Linked DNA regions of Mus musculus: region 2 is linked to region 1. The links are chromatin contacts, called in public HiCAR-type maps. All regions are on one chromosome and are shown on one strand. Each heading gives the region's core, a stretch centred on a gene start, on an enhancer-like site or on the middle of the called end of the contact. The rest is flanking DNA. Distances are from core to core; before and after follow the strand shown. Region 1 overlaps Gm38863 (a long non-coding RNA gene). Region 2 has its middle 64 kb from the start of Gm22312.

Evidence for each region. HiCAR-type assays count read pairs that join an accessible place to other places.
Region 2: a HiCAR-type map of fibro-adipogenic progenitors shows a contact between it and region 1, with 2.3 times the contacts expected there. The contact joins two enhancer-like sites. A contact is called at or near these places in 4 of 484 Hi-C or Micro-C datasets (the HL-1 cell line, embryonic stem cells, nephron progenitors and 1 more) and 2 of 115 datasets of contacts at active chromatin or transcription factors (cardiomyocytes and fibro-adipogenic progenitors).

What each region holds. Positions count from the first base shown.
Region 1 is chr6:93,233,604-93,237,687 of GRCm38.p6, reverse strand. All of the region lies in intron 3 of Gm38863 (a long non-coding RNA gene), which reads right to left. Among named protein-coding and RNA genes, the nearest start is that of Gm38863, 42 kb to the right of the region's middle. Within about 2 kb of position 1,872, at least 20 of the 459 cell types and tissues checked have an H3K27ac peak or open chromatin away from gene starts, as enhancers often do. A contact at or near this core is called in fibro-adipogenic progenitors, where this site is marked.
Region 2 is chr6:93,443,434-93,447,517 of GRCm38.p6, reverse strand. No RefSeq gene overlaps it. Among named protein-coding and RNA genes, the nearest start is that of Gm22312, 64 kb to the left of the region's middle. Within about 2 kb of position 1,902, at least 43 of the 459 cell types and tissues checked have an H3K27ac peak or open chromatin away from gene starts, as enhancers often do. A contact at or near this core is called in fibro-adipogenic progenitors, where this site is marked.

The DNA of each region.
Region 1 (4,084 bases), core at 623-3,122:
CTCACGAAATATTGTTTTGCTGGTGCCTTCTGTGAAGTGGCTAGCTTTCAAGTGGTCCTAGCCATACCCAGAATACACAATATTTCTCTGGCATTTTTATGATCAAGCCCATTTCCCTTCTCAGTACTGAAAGCTCATGTATACACACAACATTTAAATCCATTTTCATCTTGACCGTTGTGATCTCCGCATGGCTTTCCTCAAGACAGATATTTCTACTCCACACTATTTATTGTCTTTATGTCAGTTCTATTGGGAGGGTAAGATGGACCAATGGGTAATAACGATTCTTTTTATGAAAATGAGAACCTGAGGCCAAATCTCTGGACTTCACATAAAAGTTAGGATATAGCTACCTATGAGTGCAACCCCAGGCCTGGGGGAAGCCACGACAAGAGGATCTCTGGGGTTTGGTAGCCATCAGCCTAGCTCCGGGTTTGATGAGAGACCCTGTCTTGAAGTAGTAAGATAGGGAGTAATAGCCTACTCCACCCTCTGCACATATATAGCATCCTGTGCACCAGTGTGCCCCTCCCCCCACTATAAAACTAAAAACTCTTAGTACCGTTGCTCAATCAAGTGGTTTCCCTTCAGAAATTACCATAGTTTTATCCATTTTTCGAAGCAGAGATCGCTTCTCCCTGGATTCTCTTTTGATTGCTTACATTAAACTCCCCATCCACTTTTCTTCCTTCCTGATTCTTTTTTTTTTTTTTTTTTTTTTTTTTTGGTTTTTCAAGACAGGGTTTCTCTGTATAGCCCTGGCTGTCCTGGAACTCACTTTGTAGAACAGGCTGGCCTCGAACTCAGAAATCCGCCTGCCTCTGCCTCTGCCTCCTGAGTGCTGGGATTAAAGGCGTGTGCCACCACACCCAGTTTCTTCCTGATTCTTAAAGTTGGTGGGGCTCTGTCCATGTAGGTGTTAGTGGTTGATCCTCCTTCCCTTTTCATGCAACCACCACTTAGTACTTCCAAACAGGTTCCTGGTGTGTTATTGACTCTGTCCCACCTCTGGGTGAGCCAGTTTAAATGAAGACTGGTTAAACAGAACAAAAAAAAAAGAGAGAAAGAGAAAAAGAAAAGAAAATACCATTCTTCAAAAGAGCCCAAATTATTGGATGTTTTAGTAATTGACTATTAACAGTAAGCCCCCACACGTGCTGAAAACATGGAGTCTGCCTTTTCTTCCACTGTAGAGAAAACATTAGACAAGTGCCTTTCAGAGAGATAGGAGTGTAGTACTCAGACCAAACCAACCAGGCTCTTTGTGTAAATGCACATTCCAGGAGCCTAAGACACAGAGTATCTTCCATCTAGCTGCTCAGCCCTAAATGCCTCCTGGTTGTAATTAAGTACTTCAAAGTCTTTCACACACCCTTTTAGAAATGACTGCCCCAATACAAAATGATGTCCAATCAGATGTAAATCATCCCACAGCAGGGAGAGAGATAGGCCAGGGAAGCAGTCGTAAATGTAAGGCTTTGGACTAATCAGAAAGTCTGGTCCCCTGATGAGGATTTTCCTTTCTTCTCATTTGTCATTCCAGCCACTGAGGTCTCAAGTGGCCAATTTGCTCCCTATTGGTAATCAGCTAGTTATTTTTACTCTCAGTCCTCCCTCTGGGACTGTCAGAAGACTCAGAGCAATTCATCGCCCATTTGGGCCAAACTCTTCTATGACGGGAAGTGAAGGACGAAAGATATTTTTCTGCAAGAGATAAAATCAAGGAATATTTCATCATTTATATTCAGTTTTTAAACAATGATTTCCCCGATGAGGTAAGTAAAAGAATGACACAACTGGGTAGATGTGGGGGAGAAAAAGAGAGAAAGCTCCAGGCTACGTCCATTATGCAATGGAAATGATCTCTGGCTGGGAAGTTTGTTACTCTGAGATGACTTGTTCTTAGACTGTCTTTACAACTCCCCAAAGAGCATCGTCTTACACTCATTACTTACTTTGGAGGAAGCTGCCTCTATGAAAATTATAAATGCAGAAAGGAGCATATGAAGGCTGTAGGAGACATTAGTGGTTATCCTAAACCACGCTGCCCTGCCACCTGGGAGGAAGGTAGCCTCTGACGGTTATTTGGTCTGAAAGAGGACAGCTACTATGTTACAGAACATCCCTCCTTCATTCGTGCCCCCCCACCTCTCCGTCCGTCCCCCCCCACACACACACACACCAGGACTTCTCACTTACAGCATCTCACTTTAAAGTGCTTCTTGCATTTCCTTTCTTCCTTCCCCCTAGCAGTTGCTGTCTGTCTCTAACAAAATCATTTCCAAACATGTCTTTAGGTGTTCCATTTCTCTGAGTTCACCTTGGGAGCCACGCAAAGGTTGACTCTGCCGCTCACTGCAGCTGATTCTCTGATGTTAGTACATTGTCTAATGAGTGGGCGTCTCTGTTGCTCTCTGCTCAGATTTCCCTCAGCTATTCTAAAAACCCAAATCACAAAGCCTCAGAGCCAACTGTTCCCCATAGCCAGTGGTTCACATTCTCCAAGTCCAGACTCAGCCTTGAGAGAGATGTTAGTATGACACAAATTGGCATTTTCTTGGCATTTCCTTTGCCCATAGCCAGATCTTTATTCCTTGGAAGGAAGCTGAGAGTTGAATAGCCCTTCTAGCTGTTTCCTTACTGACTGAATTTGGGCATCAACACGATCTGAATCTTGAAATGTTTATCTTCCCCTACCAGCCTCGCTGTCTTGAACCCTTTCCTGTGTCTTTACAATTTATAAATGCCATCCTACGTAACTTTACTTTTAGGTGTGCCGATCTATAAGGAGAATGCAAAGAGACAGAGAAAGCACGTTTACACACCCGTATCAAGTGTTCTACCTTTTCATCTGCTAATTCCCTCCATGCACAGCTATTTGCACACTGGGTGATATCACCCAACAGCTGTCTTGGACTGGAAACTGAAATGCCTGTAGATTTCCAGTCTTTTGTCTTACCTACCCAACAATTTGTCTCCTTTCCAAAACACTAAATTAATAAGGGAATGTTTGGCTCCCTTTGCTGAGAACTGAATCCTATAGCTTTAAAGAAAGCATTTCACAACTTCCCTAATGTTTTAGTGTAATTGTCTAATTTAGTCTGTAATTGTCAAATTTAATTCCAGATTTGCTTTCAAGAATCATTAACTGTGATGTCTTACGGGTATGAGCTTTACTACTTAGTGAAAAAGAAAAATAGATTTTTATAAAAGTTTGTTTTCTAATCTGCAGTTTGGAGGACGTGTGTGTGTGTGTGTGTGTGTGTGTGTGTGTGTGTGTGTGTGTATGTGTGGGAGGGTGTGTACATGTGTATGTATGCGTGAGTGAGTGTATGTGTGTATGTATGGGTGGGTATATATGTGTGTGTATGAAGGTGTGTGGGAGTGTGTATGTGTGTATGTTGGTGTATGTGTGTGTTGGTGTATGTGTGTGTGTGTTGGTGTATGTGTGTGTGTATTGATGTATGTGTGTGTATGTGTGTGTGTTGGTGTATGTGTGTGTATGTTGATGTATGTGTGTGTATGTGTGTTGGTGTATGTGTGTGTGTGTGTGTTGGTGTATGTTTGTGTGTGTTGGTGTATGTGTGTAGGGAGGTGTAGTGGGAGGGATGATACTTTATTTGCCCACTGTACCCAGGTTGACCTATATGAGAACCTTTATGTCTGGTATATTATAGGCTTGTAGATCCCTTGGGTACAATGAACAAAGCTTCCTGTGTCCCATTTTGTACAATAATTAATCAGTTTAATTACTTATTACCCTTAATGAGTATCATTATTATCCATTCTTACTAATTGACATAATATTACACACATACATACAATTGCTTTCTCAGTGAAATATAGATTTCTGAGGCTCTTTCTCTTCCTCCTGATCTACTCTTTCATCTTGCTCTCTGTCATTACAATATCCATCCTCTGCTCTATTTTGGTCATTGCTTTCATTCTCTTTATACTTCAAAACGTTTGTTTATGTGAGAGTGAGACCGTTGCCACTGAACGCTTCTCCAGACTGCCACTGGATTACCTAGGGACATGCAAACATTAGTTGCAGCTCAATACATTCCTACAAACCTTATCT
Region 2 (4,084 bases), core at 653-3,152, 210 kb before region 1:
CAATATTTGTCTTTCTAAATCTGGCTGATTTCACTTGATATACTGAGGTCCATTTGTATCCATTTCCACATACACCATGATTTTGGTACTCTTTACAGTTGTATCAAATTCCATTGTATGTATGTAACTGGACTTTTGCCTATTTTACGGGTTCCTATTTCTACCACCCTTCCCCATCCTTATTCCTTCCAACCCTCCCAACACTATGTAGGAAAAAAAGGCTAGAGGGGGAAAGAGGTATCAATATCATTAGATAATTTCCTGCTAATTAGGGGCATCAAGTTCTTGGGGACAGTTTTGATTTTCATTGTCAGGATATTTCCAACCAGCTACCAGCAGCCAGCAGCCAGCAACCAGCAACCAGCAACCAGCAACCAGCAACCAGCAACCAGCAACCAGCAACCAGCAACCAGCAGCCAACCAGCAGCCAACCAGCAACCAGCAGCCAACCAGAAACCAGCAACCAGCAGCCAACTAGAAACCAGCAACCAGCAACCAACCAGCAACCAGCAACCAGTGACCAACAGCTCAACAGATGAGCCAAAGAAGTAGACAGGTGGTAGAAGATGAAGCACAACGATCAAAGGATATAGAAAAAAAATGTTCAATTTCACTAACCATCAGAGAAATACCAAGAAACACTATAGTGAGAAATTTCTCACCCTAATCAGAATGGCAGTGACTAGGAAAACTAGTAATAACAAATGCTGGTGAGGATGCTGACAGAAATGAACACTTGTACCCTACTGGGGTGAATATAAATTCATCCAACCACTATAGAACTCAATATTGCTCCTTGCAGAAAAACAAAAACTATACCCAGAGTCTGACCTAGCTATACTACTCCTGGGTACTTACTTGAACAATGAAGAATTAACCTATCACAGATGGACACATAGCATTTACTGCAGCTCTGTTCACAATGCTTAGTTATAGAGACAACACAGGCATTCATCAGCAGAGGAGTAAGGAAGGAACTGTGATATATAGATGTGCAAAGGATCTTTATGGTGAGCCATAAAGAAGAATGAAGTTATATTTTGGGGAGGAATATAGACACAATTGTAAATAACTGTTAAATGACATAAGCCAGCCTTAGATATGGGAGCATCACATGCTGCCTCACGTTTATGATTCCTAGATTATTTGTGTATGTGTATATGCATATATATATGTATATATATATATATATATGTATACACATATACATATATATATAATCACATATGTGTACATATACAACATGAAAGTAGATGATAAAGTATCTACAGGGGAAGAGGACTAAAGAGGTGGAAGGGTGAAAAGGGAGTTTGAGAGGGAATATGCTCAAAGTACATTATATGAAAATGCCCTCATGATCTCACAGCTTTTGTATGCTTTAAAATTTGCCACATCATCTCATCCCTTCATCAACACCATCAATAAAAGTGAAGGTCTGATTATTACCCATGTCATTTCTTTTATCCACTAAAGAGTCGTTTTTGCATGGGCGGTATGAAAAGTTTTCCATCTCCCCAGATCCCTTAGAAAATGCTTTTGGAGAGGAATCAAATCAGAGAGCAGCGCAGAGAGCTTGCTGTTGGAAGGGATAATGAAAGCAAAGGCCATTAGGTTGTTTACATTCTTGATGTCCCAGGCCCACTGACCATTCATCACTACAAGAAGTTCCCGTCAGCCTTTGCATCATGAACTGTGTTCCCTTGCTGTAGACCCATGGGAGCACACGTTGGCCCAGTGTCCCTGAGGTGATGCTGACGCACAGCTTTGCGAGGGGAGGCTATGGGCGCAGGGCCTAGTGATGTCACCAAGGAATCTCAGCGCTTGGATGGCTGACAGTGGTTTCGTTTGCCAGATACGCGCTGGAAGCCTGAAGGGAATTCTGCCGCCAGAAAGCACGTCTAGAGTAGGTCAAATCCAACGCCCGCACTAGACTCAGCACGGCGATCTCCTCAACACTCAACCCCTGACCCCCCATAATTGTTGTGGACACTAAAGAAAGTTTGCTAAGTGTGGAAGGGATGTCCTGAACAGTAGTAGCAAAACCTCTCTTAGCAGATGGAATGACAATCATTCTCCAATAAGAGGCAACGCACACCTTGCAAAACATCTGACCAGGGGCTTTTCTTCCAACCCTGACTTCCTGAAGTCTGAATGTTCACCGAGTGGAAACTCTAGGGGGAGCTATTTTGTTTGTAATGTGGCCTGTGATCTGTCTTTTCAAGTAAGCAAGATGCTTTAAAATTTCAGGTTCTTCTTAAAGAAAACTTACTTATGACACACTTATAGGGAAAGCCCTACCCATCATGTTGGAAACTTCATCGGTGTAAAAACTAGGAAATCGTGCATGTGTTCTCGGGAACATCAAGTGGTATGTGGGTATTCCAAGAGCAAGGAAAGAAACTCAGGCTTGAAAAATAAGCAAATCTGGACCTGGATTTCAGCTCAGTAGTAGCTATATGACTGTAATATCTGGGGATGAAATGCTTAGTTTCACAAGAGCTTAGTTGTTGAACATTTAGTTCCCAGTTGGTGGAGCTATGGGGGGGGGGGGGAGTTCTGGAATCTTTAGAATACAGGCCCAGTTGGAGGTAGTATATCATCACTGGGGCAGGTTCTTGGGGTATCTTGTCCCTGCCCCTTTCCTGTCTCCCTCTTTCTGTTTCCCATCCAAAATGAGGCAAAGAAACACTTCTACCACATGTTCACATGACCATGATATGCTCCTACGTGTGGAGGTCCAAAGGATTGTCCTTTGATCCCTGTGACACTGTGAGTCAAAGTGAATTCTTCTTCCCTTAATTTTTTTATGTGACTTATTTTGAATACTGTAATGAAAAACTAACTAATGTGCCAGGGGAGGCACTGGGCAATTGGCTTCATAACATGGGAATAGAAGCCTGCATTCTCCACGGCTCTTATTTGGATTTAATTTGACACCTGAGAACTGACGAATTGTACGTGCTCAAAAGCTATTTCCACTCCCCACTATTTCTTTGGACTACGAGATAATACACCCACTGACATTCCTGTGTGGATTTTGCCCCAGTAATTACCTTCGTGCTTTTTACATGGACAATTAGGCACACAAAAGAGGGCACATACTCCATGGCAGTGCCGGGAGTCCCCTCCCCCATCCCTATCACGGATAGGGAGGCTGCAGGATGGAGCTTCCAGAGAACAGTGCTTGATACTGCTGGGAAATGCATTTGTGCCCCGAGCACAGGTCAGGGAGAAAATAATGACAGGATGACATTTGCTTCTGCGGAGAGGTCTGGGCAGTGATTTGTTCCTGAACAAAAAGCATCTATTTCCTGGCATGCCAAGGACCTGGCTCTGTGGCAGGCTGAGGACTATTCTGCCTTACACAGACACAGTATTCTGTATCAGCTAAGTATCAGGTTAAGACTCCCTCAGAATGCTATAAGGTACAGAAAGCCTAATTCTCAGTGTCCAGCAAGGCAAAGGTTGCTTTGGAGTCTGTTTTATAAATCACAAGCCAGCTGACGGCTAGGCCAAGGAAGCTGTTACTAGTTATCCAATACAGGAAAACAAGGCTGGGGAGGAGCACTCACGGCAAGGACCAGAGGACCAGGGGACCAGGGGACCAGAGGGAAACGCCTCATTCTTTGGCTGTTTGGACCGAAAGATGGTAATGAGAAGCTATATCCTCTCAGGATATTATCTCAGAGTCTTTCTAAAGCCTTGCTAAGAGGTCTCTCTCTTAAGTTTTCTTTTTTAGCCACGTTTATACAAGCGGTTTGTATTTCCTATTATCCTGGCAGTTTCTTTATGTAACAAAGGACTCTTAGGTTTTCCATGACTGCAGTTACTTCAAGCCTGATGTTAAAATACTTGTCGGATTTGGAGGTATTCTTAGAAGAAAGCAGGAGGGACATTGGGGATGGTTGCTTTAGCTCCCCCATCCTGTAGGTGGCCAGGTGACTACCATGACACTGATTGCCCAGGGTAACACAGTGACTAGGTCCTGGGCTGGATGGAGAACTTTGGTTTGTATTTCCTTATTTTTTAAAAAATGGTATTTTTATTAATTCTTTGGGAATTTAATACCTTCATACAATGTATT